Regions from separate parts of the Sus scrofa genome. Here region 1 is linked to region 2. A link is a contact called in public HiChIP or PLAC-seq data. All regions are on one chromosome and are shown on one strand. The core of a region is the stretch at or near the end of the contact, and the rest is flanking DNA. Distances in the headings are between cores, read along the strand shown. Region 1 overlaps GOLGA4 (golgin subfamily A member 4). Region 2 overlaps LRRFIP2 (leucine-rich repeat flightless-interacting protein 2).

The links. HiChIP or PLAC-seq counts read pairs in DNA pulled down with a chosen protein or histone mark.
Region 1: a contact with region 2 is called in an H3K27ac HiChIP or PLAC-seq map of alveolar macrophages. The contact joins two enhancer-like sites. A contact is called at or near these places in 1 of 47 Hi-C or Micro-C datasets (fetal heart ventricle) and 1 of 2 datasets of contacts at active chromatin or transcription factors (alveolar macrophages).

Annotation. Positions count from the first base shown.
Region 1 is chr13:22,129,252-22,131,951 of Sscrofa11.1, forward strand. All of the region lies in intron 1 of GOLGA4 (golgin subfamily A member 4), which reads left to right. Among named protein-coding and RNA genes, the nearest start is that of GOLGA4, 5.5 kb to the left of the region's middle. Within about 2 kb of position 1,365, at least 5 of the 83 cell types and tissues checked have an H3K27ac peak or open chromatin away from gene starts, as enhancers often do. A contact at or near this core is called in alveolar macrophages, where this site is marked.
Region 2 is chr13:21,683,133-21,685,832 of Sscrofa11.1, forward strand. All of the region lies in intron 1 of LRRFIP2 (leucine-rich repeat flightless-interacting protein 2), which reads left to right. Among named protein-coding and RNA genes, the nearest start is that of LRRFIP2, 18 kb to the left of the region's middle. Within about 2 kb of position 1,284, at least 3 of the 83 cell types and tissues checked have an H3K27ac peak or open chromatin away from gene starts, as enhancers often do. A contact at or near this core is called in alveolar macrophages, where this site is marked.

The DNA.
Region 1 (2,700 bases), core at 115-2,614, 450 kb after region 2:
AGCGTTGTGCTTGTTATACTGATATGTCTTTTATCTATTTGAGAATCATGGGGATTTTTTTTTTCTTTTGTTTTAAAGTTTTCTTTAAATTTTTTTGTTTGTTTTTTATAGTTTTTTTTCCTTGTTTTTGGCTCATTGTTACATTGGAAACTTTAACTATTGAGTGCACAGGGCTATCTATTAATATTTAAGGACAAGGTACTAAAAATCTGATGCTATTTGGAAGTAACATGTGCTCAACACAGGTTCACTGCTGGGTGATAGACTGTAAACTGGCTTTGTTATTGGGAGAAATATCCACATGGTTTTCAAGAGGTCATTTGGTTTCTCCAGTGAAGCATTTTGTTTTTTGGGCAAGGGTTGAGGGGTTATAAACGTGGCTGCCAACTTTGTAGAAGCAGGACACAGGAAATGGGCTGGAAGTTCCATTATTCACTGTGCAGAATATCACCTAAGCCCTCTCATTTAGTCACACACTTTGCCCTTCACTCATGTCTTACTGTGCTTGGTTTCACCCAATTTAGAGCCTCCTTGGCTCCAGAAAATAAACCTCTGGTTCCTCAAAGCTCTGTAACGTGGGACAGGAGACTTGGGGATCAATCAACCAGTTTTATTTTTGTTTGTTTTTTTTTTTGGCTGTGCCTGTGGCATGCAGAAGTTCCCTGGGCCAGGAATGAAACCTGAGCCACAGCAATGACAACACTGGACCCTTAACTGCTAGGGCACCAGGGAACTCTCCCAGTCTTTCCAGTTTTGATCCTGCCTCTTAATTTCTTCATCTTGCATTATAACATTTAAGTCCTAAGGCTTATAAGGGATGAAAATAGGCGCAATTCTTGTCAGTCTTCCCTTCTCCATGGGATTGTAGTGTCCTTAGTTGTACTATTACTTTAGTATTTTTTCATTCATATCCAATATTTTGAAAACTGGTTGAAATTCTTTAACCCTTTGGGAGGGATAGAAAATTGGAACATGTAATTCATATACCATGTTTAACTAAAAGACTCTTTCTTTTGAATGAGTGGATCTCACTATGTCAAAGGGCTATTTTTGAGAGGTTAGCTTTTGTAGCATGAACAGCAAGCAGTATTTCATTTCCAGCACTACTATTTAGATGTCAGAATGTGAAAGGTACTTTATTAAAGACATGATGAAAAGCTCTAATGATTTTAGTAACTCGATTGTAAAGGTTTATGTGAAGAATTGGCTCCTAGTTACTTTGACCATTCTGTGATAGCTGGGATATCAAATAGATTTGGCAGAGACTTTCAGGAGTGCTGTGGTAAAAAGGATTCTATGGCTGTGTCCTTGCCATGATTGATTACTCATGGGTGTGGGAGGGAGGAATGAAGCTAGACGTTTGTTATGCTTGTGAAAGAATAACAACTCACCTATTTGTGCCATAACTTGAGAACTGGGATGTGTCAGAAGGCCTCTTAGCGGCTAAAATTTTAATGTCATCAACTTCACATTCAGTAGTTAATGAAAGTTACTCATAGTATAAGTTGCTACATAACTTGTTCAGAGCTTCCTTATTGCTTATTTTGTCTACAATTCCAATAAATGTAGTTATCTAGTTTCCAAACTGGTAGCAAGCTAAAGCAGGCAGAGAAGACAAGACATACTACAAGTAGTAGCATTTTGGCAGGAGTTATAGCTGACCTAGAAATGTTACAATATGTTCAGTTTCCTTTTAACTTTAAAAACTAGGATCAGTTAATTGATTTTATAAAGGTATAGATTCAAAATGGCTGAACCTCACTGTTAGCTACAAAATCCTTCAGGTATCAAAAAGGTTTAACCATTTTGAATTTGTAGGTTTAGAGAAATACCTGTATCTAACAATTCAGCTGCCTTTGAATAATTCTTTCTGTGAAAACTCAGATAATGGAGCCCCTAACAGAATAAACTTTAATACAGTTTGACTTTAATGTAGAATTTCCCAGTAATCTGAATATCCAAAATTTGTGTTTTTTTAATCTTCAGATTTTGTTGTTCAATTTAGGATTAATGCTTTTTAATTTATGTTTTTTGGTCTAATTTAAATATATTAAGTATATTTGATGTATTCTAGATTTAAGGTTTAGTGGCCATGTTTATCAACATTGTTCTTACATAGACGACCTAGTATGGTGAAAGCAGTTCAAGTGAGTTGTGGAATTAGTGGGTTTGATCCTTGGCCTCACTCAGTGGGTTAAGGATCCGGCGTTTCCATGAGCTGTGGTGTAGGTCACAGATGCAGTTTGGATCTACTGTTGCTGTGGCTGTGGCATCAGCTGCAGCTTTGATTTGACCCCTGGCCCAGGAACTTCCATATGCTACTGATGTGGCTGTGAAAAGAATAAATTTGTGGCACCTTTCTGTTCCATAAAACTTTTGTTTTAGAAATGTCTGTGAAATAGGTGTTTTTTTGCCGTGGATCTCTGTGAAAAATTTTTGGGAAATGCCGATCCAAGGAATACTGGGGAAGTGGATGGGGGACTCAGAAGACCTGTGTGCTAACCCACGTCTTGCACTGTGCAGCCTAATCAAGCCACATAAGCACCCTGAGCTGCTTATTTTCTTGTCAGGAAATTGGAGGTGATATATGTCCTGCTTACCTTTCAGATTGGTTGTGAGAATCAAAAGAGCTAAAGCATTTGTTATTATAGAACACTTATTTAGCAGACCCTGCTAAGGTGCTGTGCTGGTGTTGCATTT
Region 2 (2,700 bases), core at 34-2,533:
GATTTTGAGCAAAATAATTAGTGGTTTACTTGTGAAGTATGTATAGATAAATAGAAAACAAAAAAGTTTCGGGAAGAATAATAAAATGAGCATCTGCAGTCTCACTACATAGGCCAAGAAATTGAACATTACAGTATCCTGGTAGTTTCTTGTAAATAACCTCAAATGGCATCTTTTTCCCCTCCAGGTAATTATAATCCCATTTTACATGTTAATCCCTCTTTTGGGACCATTCTCTGCCTAACCCTGCAGTCCCAGATCTCTCTCTAAATGTGTATTCCTAATCAATATGTGGTTTAATTTTGAGAAACAACAGTTTGATCAACTTTTTGTGTCTGTCAGTCAAATTAGGCTAGCCTACCCTAACAAACAACCCCCAAGTTTCAGTGGTTTAACATGTTAAAGCCTGTTTCTCTTCTGTGAGTTGGAAAGCACTGGCAAAGGAGATGTTGATTCCACAAAGTCACCCTCGGACTCGGGCTCCTTTCATCTAGTGACTCTGCTGTTCCCTGAGGCTCAGAGACTTTCACACTTTTCACTGAGCTCTCTGCATCTGGCTGGCAGATTCAAGGGCAAAGAGAGGGAATATGGTAGATTCCGTGGAAAGTTTGATGGGCCTGGACTAATACATCTGTCACCTTTGGTCAGAATTCAGTCAAATGGCTGCACTTAATGCAAGAAAGATTATGAAATACAGCATAGCCATGGGCAATAAAGGGAAATGACTTGGTGAACAGAAGGTCAATTTCTACCATAGTATGTAACCTTAAGCAGTATCATTTTTTCAACAGTTTTGAAAAACTGAATGGCAAGTATAAACATAGTGATGAACAGAAGAGTCCATATTACCACTGTTTAAATGAAGGCTCGCAGGAGAAGATAAGCTGAACAGTGACTTCCTTGAGTCTGGTCTGTTAAGTCCTTGGGAAAGTTTGCTGATGAGTCCTGGGAAACCATAAAACTCATCACAGTCAGGGCACCTGGCAGAGCTGAAGTCTCTACAAGGTACTAAATACGTGGAAGAAATATGGTTGGGGAAGTACACTGCTCTTTCTAAGCTCTTCATGCTCTAGCCATTAGGAATAGGTAAAAGCAAAATATATCTGTAGTGTAACGTATGTCCTCAGCCAATCTAGGCAGACAGGGATGGGACACCGGGAACTTCATCAACATGGGGTCAACACTGACTAAATTCAGATAAAGACCTAGACCAGCTCAGCTCTCATTAAAAAGAAGTCTCAATGGCTGTGGGGATGTGGGTGGTGACAGCCCTCTATTGTGTCTCTTGAATCACATTGCTTCCATCTGTAGCTTTCTTCCTGGGATGTCTATAACCCTTGCTGGGGATCAGTCCACTTTGCCTCTTCTGTGTTGAATTTATTCCCTGTATGCTAAATTCTCTCCCTTTTGGTTTTTATTTTATTTGAGGAGATGCGTCTTCTAATAACTTATTAACAAAGGGTGTAAGAGGTAAATTTTTGAGAACTGGCATGTCTGAAGTGTCTTTAATACTCAAGTATGAGAATAGAACAGTATGGCTGGACATAGGCTGCTTACAGGTTGTCTGTAATTTTCTTTCATGAACTCAAAGGCATCATTCTAGTGTCTTCTTGTTGCCATAATTGCTTTTGTTTTAAAAGGCTGAAGCCATTCTAGGAGTTCCTGTTGTGGCAGAGTGGAAACGAATCCGACTAGGAACCATGAGGTTGCGGGTTCGATCCCTGGCCTCGATCAGTGGGTTAAGGATCTGGTGTTACCTTGAGCTGTGGTGTAGATCCTAGACGTGGCTCAGATCCCGCGTTGCTGTGGCTCTGGCATAGGCTGGTAGCTACAGCTCCGATTGGACCCCTAGCCTGGGAACCTCCATATGCCAAGGGTGCGGCCCGAAAAAGACAAAAAAAAAAACAAAAAAAAACTGAAGCCATTCTAATTGTTAATCCTTTTACATGTAACCTGATTTTTTTCCACCCCTAGAAGCTTATAAAATCATCCGTTCCCCTATGTTTGAAATTAACTATCGTATGTCACTATGGAATACCTCGGTATGGACTCAGGACTTGAGTTGCACATTCTATAGGCACTTGGAATCTGGCAACTCATGTCCTTACTTCTGGGAGGTTATTTTATTAGTGATTTCTTTTTTTTTTTTTTTTTTGTCTTTTTGCTATTTCTTGGACCGCTCCCGCAGCATATGGAGGCTCCCAGGCTAGGGGTCCAATCGGAGCTGTAGCCACCAGCCGGCCAGAGCCACAGCAACGTGGGATCCGAGCCGCGTCTGCAACCTACACCACAGCTCACGACAACGCCGGATTGTTAACCCACTGAGCAAGGGCAGGGACCGAACCCGCAACCTCATGGTTCCTAGTCGGATTCATTAACCACTTCGCCACGACGGGAACTCCTGTACTTGTATCACATTATATCTTGTTGTCTTCTTCCTTTTATGAGCCTAATCGTTATCTTGCCTAACCTTTTAGGGCATAATTTTGTCTTTCTATCTAAGATAGGTTTAAGCTACCCAAACCTGAGCAATGTGGCTCGAGAGAAGGAAAATGTTGACATCTTCATTTCTGATATCAAAGTACATCATGTCACCATTATTTTTTTTTTTCTAGTCGGTGAGTTACATAGTGAAAGGAATTATAGAGGTCTTCAGGGAAACCCAAAAATTTTCAAGAATTTTTCTCTGTTAATAAAAAC